3 separate regions of the Macaca mulatta genome follow, and all the other regions are linked to region 2. Evidence: chromatin contacts called from public Hi-C data. All regions are on one chromosome and are shown on one strand. Each heading gives the region's core, a stretch centred on a gene start, on an enhancer-like site or on the middle of the called end of the contact. The rest is flanking DNA. Distances are from core to core; before and after follow the strand shown.

Region 1 (4,439 bases), core at 50-2,549, 140 kb before region 2:
CCAACTGTTGTTTTTCCTTACTTGCATTCATGTGGATGTTTTAAATTTATATTTTGGATTTTGATTATTCAGTGTACAAAATTCAGATGTGTAATACCTAACCTTGTTTTTTACTCTGTTTTTATACTCTTCCTTAATCACCTAGCCTTGTTTCCACATGATAAGCTCTCCCTTAGCTAAGAAAGCTGGACGAACTCCATTTGGCTCCGTCATTTGCAAGGTTTCAAGGACTCCTTACCCACCCCCTTCCTCTGGCCGAGAATTTCGAGCGTTAGCCATCTCTCGGTCGCCAGCTAATAAAGGACTCTTAAATTTGTCTCAAAGTGTGGCGTTTCTCTAACTCACTCGGGTACAACAGATGCAGGATTTAGAAGGGATTGCACAAGTCACTTAAAAAAAGATCAATCCATTACAACCTTTTCAGTAAAGCCTCTTAATGGGGAAATGTGATATGTGACTAGGAAGTTGAGTAATTTTCTTAAAGTATAAAATAAAAAGAAGCTCTCATCACAAATGCGGATGGGGGGAAGAGGACAGACTTCATGCAGGACTGGAGTTGAACAGGGTTCAGGGCTGAAAACACACCTTACATTCCCTCGCTTCCCCTTCTCTACTTTCAAGACTGAACCAATGTGCCCTATACAAGGCGAAGTATACACCCGGTAACTCCGCGGTATCAGAGCGGAGATTCACTGGGTGCAGTCTAAGGCGGGACGCAGCCTGGGGGCCACCGTCACAAGCTGCATGCAGCAACCTACAGTTGTTGAGATTAATGTTTCTAGAATGTGAGGTGACTTAAAAATAATAATAATCACTTCCTGGCCCGGCGCGGTTGCTTGCCTGTAATCCTAGCACTTTGGGAGGCCAAGATGGGAGGATCGCTTAGAACCCAGGGGTTGGAGACTAGCCTGAGCAACATGGCGAGGCCTCCTCTCTACAAAATAAAAATTAGCCAAGCATGGTCGCGCACGACGGTAGTTCCAGCTACTCAGAGGCTGAGGTGGGAAGATCCCTTGGAGTTCCAGGCTGCAGTGAGCCGTTATTGCGCCACTGCCCTCAGGCCTGGGCGACAGAGCGAGAACCTATCCCCCACGCCCCAAAATATCACACTTCCTGAGGGAATGGTTCAAACTAAACATCCCACTTTGTGCGTAACTTTACATTCAATCCATCATCCCCTCAAGAACAAAATGTTCTTTCTCCCCCTCAAACATGGAGGGCAGAAAAACAGACGTTCTCTCAAACCCACCGAGCACGCTGTTTTCCTGAGACGGAAGAGACGGATAACAGCCGCTACTGCGCACAGCCTAGTGGGGGAGGACGGCAGCCAGGAAGGGCCAAACTTAGACGCAGCAGCGCCGGAGCGCGCTCGCGGCCCACCGCGTGCGACGTCAGCTTTGCACCGGCAGAGCTTCACGGGAGGAAAGGCGGGATTCAGGGTGGGCGGGTGCCCTGCGAAGACGAAACGAACTTTGAGGAAAACTAGAGGATCTCGCCCCCTGCCTGTGACAGCTTAGGGTCGCCTACTTTTTGTGGATACACTACCGTCCACGGCGTGCAGAGGCCGCCTGCAGTTTTCTAGCGTCCCTGTGAGACGCACGGTGGCGCAATTCCCGAGAGTGCCAATCCTAGGCCGGCTGGAGGGCGGGCTCTTCAAATTTGAATTACGGAAGTGTTGTGTGATAGTATCTCGCGGAGGGGGTAAGCGTCGCTTGGTGCCCGGCCGCCGCGGGCAGGGGCCACCGTGGGCCTGAGGCGCGAGCCGGGCGGCGTCCGTCCCTCCCTCCGCGCGGAGCCGAGCCGGGACTGCGGCAGTCTCTCCCTGCCAGGCCCTTCACCCAAGGTACGTCCTCCCGCGCCCCCCGATAGCCTCCTGCCGCGGGTCCCCGCCGATGGTGGGCGTCCTGCCCTTTAAGCATGTAGGCTCACGCAGTTTATTTATTTATTTATTTGTAGATTTCTGGCTTTGGTACTGATTTTACAGCTTCGCACTCGATGTTCACTTATTTTGTGTCTACTGTACTTAAGAGAGTAGAACACGATTGCTCAGATTTATTTCGATGGTGAGCGTTCTAGGTCTTTGTTCTAAAATAACTTTTTTTTTTTTTTTTTAGAATACCAAGTGGGAAAATTATATGCGTCAGTACCCAACTCTTCCCCTTGGGACCCCAGGACCCACAGGGCTATAGAAGCAATTGATCATTCAGCTTATGTTTTGTTCTGGTTAAATTGCATGCTTGTTGCAAACAGCTTTAGATGTTAATAAAATTATTTAGAAAATGGTCGGGCGCGGTGGCTCACGCCTGTGATCCCAGCACTTTGGGAGGTCGAGGCGGGTGATCTTTGAGCTCAGGAGTTCAAGAAAATGGTAGGCCGCTTCATCCTGCCCTTCGAAGATAAACACTGTTTACAATTTGGTTCACTGCTTCCAGAGTTTTTCTCTATGCTTGTTTGTGTTTTATTTATTTATTTAATTTTTTTTTTACACAAATGCAATTATATGTTGTTACTTTCTTTTTCAATTTAATATTTCTTGGACGCTTTTCCGTGTAAGTACATATATATGTATTTATTGAATACATAAATTGTATGGATGTGGTGGAATTTATTTTGTCCTTTATTGGTAGACATCTGGGTTGTTTAATTTCATTTTATGCTGCAGGTACTGCAGCATGAACTTCCCTGTTTAGTGGCTGTGTAGACTACGTTGCCTTTTGGTAAAGAACTTAAGCTATGGAGTCGGGTAGAATCGGATCCTCTTTCTCACTGTCGAGTGACCTTGGTCAGGTTACTTAACCACCTTATACCTTAATTTCTCTTTTTTCAAATTTGGAGTAATAACAGTACTTAACTCTTTCGAGTTACTGTTAGATTATATAGTGACTGGCATGTAAATATTCAGTAAATAACGGCTATTACGATACATATATATTTGCATTCTTATGCAGATGTTTCTATAGGAAAAAACAAGTTAGAAGTGGAATTCCCAAGTCAATAGTATGCAGACTTGCATTTGAAATTAATCTTTACCAATGTGATATGAAAAAAAAATCAGTTTTAGTTTGCATTTCCATTTATGAGTAAAATTAGATGTCACTTGACTCGTTTGTTGGCCTTTTTGTATTCTATTAATTGCATTTCATGTCCCGTGACCGTTTTCTGTTTTGTACATTTTTTAAAGTTGATTTATTAGGTCTCTTTGAATGTTATGTAAATTAACCCTTTGTCATATGTGCTGAGTATTTTTTTCAAGTGTATCATTTGCCTGTTAACTTAAAATTCTATTTTTCCCCTAATTCTATGTCCCAGTTTTGGTTAGTGTGCTCTGGGATTTTTGACCCATTCCATAGTAATAGTTATTATTACTGCTACCACTACAGTAAATTCTTACAAGAACTTTCCATGTCTTTTTGGGAGGAGGAGGAGGAGTTATATTCAGGATCATATACATAATTGTTTAGCTTCAGTTCTGTGTTTATATGTGTCACTTGTAACTGACTGTCATATGTTCTGAGAAATACATTCTCAGGAAATTTTTGTCATTGTGCCAGTATCATAGAGTGTACTTATAAAAACCCAGGCTATATGTTATAACCTATTGCTTCTAGGCTTCAAACCTGTACAGCATGTTACTTTACTGAATATTGTTGGCAGTTGTAACACAATGATAAGTATTTCTGTATCTAAACATACCAAAATATACAAAAGGTACAGTAAAAATAAGTTAAAAAAAGGTACACCAAAACAATTTCATGGGACCACTGTATATGTGGTTTGATGTCATTATGCAGTGCATCACTGTACCATAAATGCTTACGGCCAGACTTTTTTTTTTTTTTTTTTTTTGAGACAGAGTCTTGCTGGAGTGCAGTGGTGTGATCTCCGCTCACTGCAAGCTTCGCCTCCCGGGTTCACACCATTCTCCTGCCTCAGCCTCCCGAGTAGCTGGTACTACAGGCACGTGCCACCATGCCCGGCTAATTTTTTTGTATTTTTAGTAGAGACGGGGTTTCACCATGTTAGCCAGGATGGTCTGGATCTCCTGACCTCGTGGTGTGCCCCCATCGGCGTCCCAAAGTGCTGGGATTACAGTTGTGAGCCACCACGCCCATCCTGGCCAGCCGTTTCATCCAATGGTTTTCCCATTCCTGTGTCTTTATGTTGAAAACAATTTTTTTCCGCCAGTACATCAGCATTTGTCAGTTTTTAGAATAAGTTTTAAGGATTAGATTTTCCAAACAACTTTAAGCAGTTAATGAAAACGGAAACATACTTTCTCCAGTCTGAGAGGAACTAACAATTTCTTGTTGCTGACCTCCATCTGTTAGCCAATGTGCTTGGCTTCAGGACAGGCTGTTCTTTCCTCCACTTGAGGGATGCCAGTTATTAAATCTCCACTAATGTCTGTGTTTCATCAGAGGCTGATTTCTTTGTTTTGC
Region 2 (4,383 bases), core at 1,695-4,194:
TATTGGAATATATATCTGGAATATTCAATGTAGTGTAAGCTGTCAGGGCTGTCTGATTATTAATGAAGTCAATGCATGTTTTATTGTATTCATAAAGTCTTGCTGTTAAAAAAAAATCATCTAATGCCTAGAAATGTTTTGAAAATAAAATAATTACCAGCTAAATCTTCAAAACGTATTCCATACAGTTGGAATCAAAAAAAATTTTTTAAGTGCTTTATTATTTCATTTCATTTTTGTAGACATAAGGTCTCACTATGTTGCCCAGGCTGATCTCAAACTCCTGGCCTCAAGCTAAAAGTTTTTAAATGCCCCTCTCAGGTGGAAATTTTTAACATGCTGTGTATTAATTTAATTTGGAATGATACAAATAACTGGAAAAATATATTATATTCATTTCCTGAATATAATTAGGAAGATCAACTATTTAAAAAGATGACAATTATCCCCAATACAGAGATATAATAAAATAACATTTACAGTCCCCAAAGAAATGACTATACAAATTCAAAAACTGGCAGTGAAATTCATGTCTTTGCCCTAAATGAAATTAACTTTCCCTACCTTTTCCCTCTTTTATTCTTGCTCTATAATATCCTCCTATCATCACCAGCTACTATAGTTTTAACTACCATCTATATGTTTATAATTTCCAAATCTGTATCTCTACCTCAGAACTCTCCAGCAAGATCCATACTTCTATCAATATCACCTAATGAATATTTACAGCTGAATTCCTCATAGACACCTCAAACTCAACACATCTAAACCATCTTTCCACGTTCCCCTAAACCTGCTCTCCATTCAGAACTCACAGTCTTCAGTTTTCCAAGTCAGAAATCTGGAAGTCATCCTACATCCCTTCTACCCCTCATTAGATACCCTGTCTTTAGCCTTCTTCTCTCTAATCTCTTTCAAATCTTAAGTGTTATCCCAGCTAAATATTTTTTAATGAGTCCCCACCACCTTTATCCACTATGGCCTACAAAGGCTTTCAAACTGTTAAGCATAAAATATTAATGACCTGGCCCTTAAGTAGAAGAGGCAAGGTCCCCCTTAATAGAAGAGGGAAACAGAGAGTCAGTTTCATTGAGTGCAAAGATATGAATGATGTTTACAACCACATCCCACTACTTCATCTTATTTTATATTCCTGGAGTACTCAACTGGAAGGCACTGTGTTAGGTATGTGGCATACATCATGTCATTATTTTACCTAGCCGCCAAGAAAAGACATCGTATATCCACTACCAATCTTCATTAATTTCAAAACTCCATTCATACCCTATTTTAGATCACTGTCCCAACCATGACTAGGCTCTTATGATCTACATCTGACACTAATTATCTGGTTAGTCTTAAAAAAGAAAAAGAAAACAACAATAACAGCAAAAGGCAGTGGAGACACTAATTTGAATGGATGACAGAAAGTACAGATATTCTTTATCACCATCTGTTCTGAGATAATAGACGTAAAGGCTTTTTATAATATTGTCAATAACTTCCATCGCACTAGTAACTATTCGCCAAAATACTCTTTAACAGTACAGTTACACTACAAAATACCGTTTAACAAAATTATTACCTGGCAATAGGCATAGTTTCCGAGAGCTTTATGAGCTTCATCAATAACTAAACACTTTATTTCAGCAGCGGGACAAGCTCCTCTGGAAAGGTCATTTACCATGACCTGAGGTGTAAGAAAAAGGACTCTCTTACTGCACCATATTTCCTTCCTGGTGAAAGCTTGTGTAGACCCTGAAAATAAAAGTGACATTCTACATTCTAAACTTCAGACTGTTATCTATAAAATATAAATAGTCTGGCCTTTTCAGAAGGCAAACATGCTTTGGTAATATTAAGAGAAAAACAATTTGACAATTCATCGGAATGCTACATTTTAAAGTTCTGGTGTGGTCCAAATATCAAAGCTGGCACTTATCTAGGACTACAACCAAATTATCTTTAGAAAATTCCTACAAAATGGCATAATATTTGAAGAGAGGCAATTTCTTCAACTGAGAAATCTTTTTCAGGAAGAATGCCAGGAAACACCATGTTCAGTTACCCATGGGGTATACACATATAATAGCTTCAAAATACCATGAGAAGCTACAGATATTCTCTGAAGATTGAATAAAGCAACCCTACTCATCAGTGTTGGGCTTGCTACAAGTAGATAATGTTTTAAGAGAGAGGGCATAAGATGCACATATTCTAGCTTGGGAACTATTCCACATGGGTCAGGAATTCCTTTAACTCTATTTCCACCAAAACGCATGTTTTCCCCTGGAGACCCAGCTCTTACTTCAAAATTAGTCCAGTCTAAGATACCTGTCATTTCGGCCATGTGAGATTGAGGGATACCCATCACCTGGTAGCAAGCCTCGATCTGCTGTGTCACCAAGGGTTTCGTTGGGGCCATGAAGACCACCTTTCCTGAAGGGAACCAGCGGTAGAAATTGTACATGACCACGGCGGCAATAAAGGTCTTTCCCAGTCCGGTAGGTAGACACACCAGCGTGTTGCAGAACAGAGCAGCTCGGGAGATGTGCAGCTGGTAGTCTCGCACTGGGCAATTGGTAGGGTAAATCCACAGGGCGCCCGCGGAGGTGCAGAACCCGCCATTCTCTATACACAACTGCCGCTCAGCCTCGTACGCCGCGACAAGCAACACATCATCGTCCGACTCCAGCTGAGCCTCCGCTGTTGCTGACAAAGGCGCCTTGGAGCTGCCAGGGCTCTGAGGTCGCTCAGTTCCGGAGCTACAACCCGGAGCCCCAGATGATCGGGAGATACTTGAGCCCCACGTCTGAAAAAGCGTTCTTTGCCGTCCGCTCATTAGGCCAACAACCACCGAAGGCTTCGGTCAGATATCCGTAGCAGCGGCAGCTCAACCGCTACGGTTCCGATCCCCATCGGTTTCCTTCGCGCAAAACTCTGCAACGAGAAGGCGGGACTAAAGCCAATTTATCCAGTAGAAAATGCTGCCACTGAGTTTGCGTTGGGAATATCATTGGCTGGCTTCCCGGAAACCTGTGCAGGCCTCCCGGAGACTCATGCGCACCATTAAGGCGTTACTCTAAATATGGTCCCCTGTGCGCTTCCGGTGTTTTGTTTTGTTTTAAAAAACTCAAAATTTAACTTCCGTTTCCAAAGATTAGATGGCTGGGGGTCATTGCTAACGTGATTAAATCACTTAAAATGTCATAATAGAGATTTATTATAAAATATATACCCTGGGACAATGGAATACCCATCAATTTGTGAACTTAATGTTATTGAGCGTCTAATGTGCCTCATTCCTTGTACTTTTAAATCAGAATATAAGGTGAAAAGCAAAAGTGTGTAGATGGAATAATTTGTCTTATATCTCTATCTGGGCCGAGAAAACAAAATGCCAAGTCTCTTTTTCACCGTGCAAGGAGTGGCAACCCATTATTTTAATATTTTCATTGTTTAAAGGTACGTGAACGTGGTCTGGTCCAGCTATTCGTCAGAATTTTTTATGTTTTAATGCTCCTTGCATAGCAGAGCTAACTCATAGGCAACATGCCCAGAGTCTGCCTAGATTTTTTTAAGTAAGGAGTCCTAATGTTCAACTATTAAATCTTTATTATAGATAGAATTATAATAAATGTCGGTGTGCAATTATTCCACTCTAACAAAGATTTCTATATCAAACAATTCCTGACTTCTCTCTAAACCTGACTTTGAGTAACCTCTGTAAATTTGTTTCCTCGTGTACTGAGAAAAAATATACATCACAGAGTTACGAGCATTAATAATCTCATTCTCATCAGCAAGTGGCATCCTTAGTGCAGTTTCTTTATAAATTGTTTATTCAAGTTTCTGAACTTCGTGTTGGACAAACTTTCTCGTATTTGTATGGGGGGAAGGGGATGGGCAGCTTGTATTTAAGTTTCAGTTGTGTGATCTTTAAAAGGGAGATGATAGGATATGGATTTTCGGATCGACAAGGACTGAAGCAGTTTAGGTGTGAATTTTTAGGCTAGAACTAGATAAAACGAAGTAAGGAGCCTGAATGCTGTTTTCTTTTAACAGGTTATAGACTGAACTTTAAAGGCATAGCTGCCGTAGGTAATACATGTGGGTAATGGTTGATAAATGTCGCTACCCTCAGAGGTCTCTTCACAGTGGGTCTAACTCAGAATCGAAGATCGCTAGCGGTCTTCAAGTCAGCCTACTGCAGAGACGACCGCGGGAGGTTTTTTAACCTGGACTGAACAAAGAAACCCTCATAGCACATCCTTGACGTCACTCAAAAACAAGCCCCAATCCCGACTGCTAGCGCAGTGGCCCGCCCCTCGACCTCCGTGAGTGGTCATGCCCCGCCCTAGGGGGCGGGGCGATGCCGAACTG
Region 3 (4,777 bases), core at 2,023-4,522, 180 kb after region 2:
TTTATAAAAGGCCAAAGCCATGAAAAAACAAAGAAACAAACAACAAGCAGGATATTATTCTAGATAAAATTACAAGGAACATTAACCACATGAACCTTGACTAGATCCTGGATGATAAAAGTAAAACAAGAAATATAAAACACTTTTGGAGACAATTGGGGAAATTTAATTACAGGCTGTCTGCTACATATTACTGAATTACTACTGATAGTCTGAGGTGCAATAATGATTTATGGATATAAAGGAGAATGTCATTCCTAGGAGATATATGCTGAGATATTTAGGAGTGAAATCTCAAGATATCCACAATTTACTTTCAAATGGTTCAGCAAATATGGAGGAAATACGTCAAGATGTTACATCTGGTAAATACAGATGAAGTATATGGGTATTCATTGTACTCTTACCTATAGATTTGGAATTTTTTAAATAAAAGCTTCGGGGGTAAAATCTCAGTTCAAATGTCATATCTTCTGCGGATGCTTTTTTTTTTTTTTTTTTTTTTTTACTTTTCTAGTGGAATTATTTTTTCTATCTTCAGTATTCCTGCAGTCTTTGTATTTCTACTTTAGCACTTAGCGAATTTGTTACTTGCTAATTCCTAGGTCTGACCTTTTTCCTAAACTGTGTGAAACTGGCCTCATCTTCATTCCCAGAATTTAGCTCTTTATCTGGCACCTACTAGGTATTCAATGTTTGTTGTATGATGAGATAAACTGACATGCCACAGTAACAAACTCAAACTGAATCTAGGTATTGTCTATATCACATGTCTCAAACTTAATTAAATCTATCAAGCAGGAAGCCTATTAAATGGTCCTTTTTGATCTGTACCATTATAATGAGTACCCACATCAACATTCAGTGGATTTAAAATTGATTTAAAACAAAGCATAACATGTTTCCCTCAAGCAGACTCACCCTTCAGTCATCGCAGGCATATTTTCATTTAAATTCTTCACACTTTCGACTCAAGAAAATTAGAGAAGCATACCTGCTCTACATCCTTGGAAGTGGAGGTCTGGTTTTCTCCCATGATTCCAGGCTGCTCATTTTCCCACGGTAATTTATTTTTTCCTTTTCCTGCACTTAATACCCTTCGGGTACAAATAGTTGGACTGTAAGATCCATAAATTTGCATGCTATCCCTTACGTGGTCACCACAGTGACAGTGTGCACTCTGAGTTCTGTTACCAGCCAAAAGCCAGTCCGTATCTGCTCCATGTGCCAAATGGTTTGATCTACCCCCGGCAGAAGATGGCATCAGTACTGCATATTCCACAAATCCCTGCTCTGTTAGCCTTGGTAAGGTTTTCCTAGCCAATCTGGCCTGCACAGCATTCATCACTCCATCTCCATTATCTTGCAGTTCAACAGTATCCACAGCTTTAAAAAGGATGCTGGTTTTACCTGAGCCCATTGATGATGCCAATACGGCAAAAGCTTCTAAAGCTGCTTGGCGTACCCTGCGTTTGCTATCTACAAGAGCTGGGGCAAGATCAAAGGACAGTTTGGGCAAGTCAAAATCCTCACTAGGATAGGTCAGCAGGGAGCAGATGCAAATGTTCACCACCTCCTCTCTCACTCTGGAATGCTTATGTTTGAGATGTTCCAGGAGTAAACAAAGCACCTGCTGAGGTCCTACTTCCTTCATTAGCTTGAGGAAGATTTTCATGTATTCTTGTTTGATCACCAACTTGTTGTCTGCCAGTACTTTGACAGAAGCTGCTATAACTGGTCCCAAGAACTGCTGTACCTGCTCTCCAAGGCGAATAACCAGTAAATGCAGGACTTGAAGTGTGCCATGAACCACTTTGAAGTTAGAATCGTCTAATAAATTATATAGCAAACTAATGAAGCCAACAAGACTAGAATGAGGAGTAGAACTAGGGTTAAATTTTCCCAGCACCTGCTTTAGTTCTTCGACGGCCTGGGTTCGGTTCTTATAGTCTTCCTGATCCAATAATCGTGAATGCAGCTCCTGAGGAATAATCCCAAATTTAAGATTGCTGTTGGAAAGAGTCACTGCACATGGAAGGGGATCTTCAGGAAATCCAGAGGCTTCCAGTTCCAAATAATAAGGAACTTGACTTCCAAACTGGGACTCCAGGCGGCGATTGTAGTGTCTCCTCAGGGCAGAGGGGAGACGAGAAATATACGATTGAAACCTGTCTTGGCCAAGTCGCTCCCCAATTTGTTGAAGGGCGGAGAAAGCTGTCTCAGATTCTTCTTCTGTCTCCTGATCACCAAGCTTTCGGGCTAGGGATATTATCACCTCGGTGAGATCCAGACCAAGCAACAAGTCCTCAGTAGTAAGCAAGATGGGAAGCAGTAGTGCTGTGGACGCTCTAAGTCGGGCATCGGTACTTTCCAGTCCTTGCTGTATAAGCGTTCTCAGCACCTCTCCAGAACTACGTTTCAGACATATATGCAGGATCTGCAGCGCATCTTTCCGCAGGGCTGGATTCTCTTCCCGTAACGAGACAACTAGTTGAGGCAAAAGTGCTAAGCTAAAGGCCTCTTCCAGCTGGCCTGCCTCCCCCTGACCCCGGAGAACGTCTGAGAGAAGTTGCAAGCAGAGCCGCTTCTCATCACTACCTCCTTCCACAAGCACTCGGCCCAGTGCCCGATACAAAGCTTCCTTGCGTCGGGGGAAGCCAAGTCGACCGCCCCGCCGCGGCAAAGCAGCTTGCAAAGCCTGAAAGGCCTCAGAAGGATCCGGCGCGGTGCGGAGGAGTTGAAGGAGCCGAGTCTCCTCTTCATCTCCCCCTGACAAACCGCCTCCAGAATCAGACCAGCTGCTTGAGACTGCCTCCGAGGGCATCAAGAGGGCCGAGGCCAGAGGCGAAGTTGTAGTGGGGCAGGAACCGTGGTCCCCCGCAGCTCCACGGCAGTAGTAGTTTTTCTCTCCTCTCATAATGCCCCCAACTCCACTATCATCAGTCTCTGGGGCGGAAGGACGACTGCGGCTCTGGAGCCGATAGGCAGAGAGGACTGGAAAGGGCGGCAGCAGAAGCAGAGCGGAGGGCGCAGCCGCCATGCAGGGTCGTCAGGTGGCGGTGGTTGGAAGAAATCATTGCCGTCTCCGAAGGGCTCGATGGAGCCCGGACTTCCAGATCCTCTCCAAGCCCCAAGCTGCAGAAGAGGAAAAAGAACAGCTTCAGCCCGCCGCCAGGCCGCCCCCAACTCCGGGAGGCAGCCTCTGGCAAAATGGCCCCCGTCTGAGCCGTAGACCCCACAGCTGCCACCGGGCGTAACCAAGGGCACCACGTGACCAAACCGATTGCTTCCATGGTGATGTACCCAGCGCGGACCTCTTGACCCGGAAATCCACTTGCCGTGATGAATGCTGGGTTATGTAGTCCACGTCAGGTGTTGAGACTAGGCCAAAGTCTCCTGGAAGAGGAAGTCAGAACGTTGCAAACGTAGCTAGAGCGGAGAAGGGAGGAGGGGTGAAGACATTAGACGGATGTGACGCTTTCCTTGCTCTGGGCGGAAGTTGCCCGCCCCACCCGTAAGAGTTGGGGTTTGACCGGAGCTAGTGAGGATCCAGCCCAGGCTCCAGTTGTCCGCGGCTCCTCCTCCTGTCGCTTCCCGTGTGATTACTGGGACTCAGGTATTTTCCTTTTGCTGTCCTCCAGCGGTGCAGACTTTGGCAGTGTTTTGCCTGAATGCCACTGGTGCTAGAGTAAGAGGCAAAGGACTGAGCGGAGCAGGTGGAAAGAGAGACGACATCTTCTTGTGCAGGGCTGGTTACCCTTGTAAACGCGTTACTCTCTGCCACCCTGAGTAACTGTGATCCTTTCCTCTTGCCATCTGCTTATCAGGACAGAAGATCCGGACCACGGCCAAGCTCACAAATCGGGTACTTTTTTTCAATTCCTGGTCTTTGGGGCCTTTTTTCGCCCCCGCCCTCCTCCCCTTTCTCCTTTTGTCGACTTCTCTTAACCCTCCGGCCGTAGAGGGTTAATTTTTGTTTGTTTGTTTGTTTTTTGTTTGTTTGTTTTTGACCACGTTTCCTTACCCTCATCACTTTGCGTTTTCTTTACAACGTACATAATCTGGAAATAGGTCTTTTTTTTTTTTTTTTTTTCCCCCTGTAGCTAACCGCCTCTCCCTTAGACGTTATCAAAGTCTTTCCTTCTAATGCAGTTCCTCTGTGGGACTCTCCCCTTCCCTCCGCCCCCTCCGTCTGCCGCCCTAGCCTCCCTGCAGGATCCTCAAGCATCTCTGCGGCCTTTCAGTCTCCTAGAGATAGAGATTGCGAAGACAATTTCACTTGCGGTGGAAGTTCTTGGCATCACGGTTCTAAGAGAATTCTGCCCTGTGGATTTAGGAATAATAGTAGACATTTATTTATTTTAGGCGAACTGAGAATTTTGTGTGCATTTTCTCCTTATCATAAATGATACTTAAACGAACACAGTGGAGGAGCTGGCGTATCTAGTGTGAGCCTGAATGCTTTGGAGTGTGGAAGAGAGATTTTTTTTTGAAGGAGTATTAATACAATTACTTTTGAATGACTCGTGCGAAAAGTCTAAGTTATCATTTGAAGACCCAAATTTATGCACTTCAAATGCAAGTATTCCTACCCTTCTCTGTACCAGGTGGGATTTCTCTTAAATACTTTTTAAAGTCTTGGGATAATTGAGTCACATATGCTAAACAGCTTTATAAATAATGCTCCCAGCTGTTGCAAGCGCAAAAATAATTTCTGAATTTTTGCCTTAAATTACGATTTGAATATCAGTTTTGTTTTGTTTTTTTGGGGGGGTGG

Evidence for each region. Hi-C and Micro-C count contacts between places; a contact is called where the count stands out from the background.
Region 1: a contact with region 2 is called in a Hi-C map of liver, with 2.8 times the contacts expected there. The contact joins the promoter of MIS18BP1 here to the promoter of FANCM in region 2. A contact is called at or near these places in 3 of 14 Hi-C or Micro-C datasets (blood, fetal cortex germinal zone and liver).
Region 3: a contact with region 2 is called in a Hi-C map of fetal cortex germinal zone, with 3 times the contacts expected there. The contact joins the promoter of TOGARAM1 here to the promoter of FANCM in region 2. A contact is called at or near these places in 5 of 14 Hi-C or Micro-C datasets (CD4 T cells, cortical neurons, fetal cortex germinal zone and 2 more).

Annotation. Positions count from the first base shown.
Region 1 is chr7:118,606,299-118,610,737 of T2T-MMU8v2.0, reverse strand. MIS18BP1 (MIS18 binding protein 1) reads left to right here and starts at 1,299. Exons shown (of 17, transcript XM_028851531.2): 1 at 1,299-1,843.
Region 2 is chr7:118,471,302-118,475,684 of T2T-MMU8v2.0, reverse strand. It overlaps FANCM (FA complementation group M), which reads right to left and starts at 2,944. Exons shown (of 22, transcript XM_077940953.1): 1 at 2,335-2,944; 2 at 1,586-1,758. The coding sequence starts at 2,842.
Region 3 is chr7:118,294,515-118,299,291 of T2T-MMU8v2.0, reverse strand. TOGARAM1 (TOG array regulator of axonemal microtubules 1) reads right to left here and starts at 3,272. Exons shown (of 18, transcript XM_077940950.1): 1 at 995-3,272. The coding sequence starts at 3,040. It overlaps KLHL28 (kelch like family member 28), which reads left to right and starts at 3,587. Exons shown (of 5, transcript NM_001261270.1): 1 at 3,587-3,616.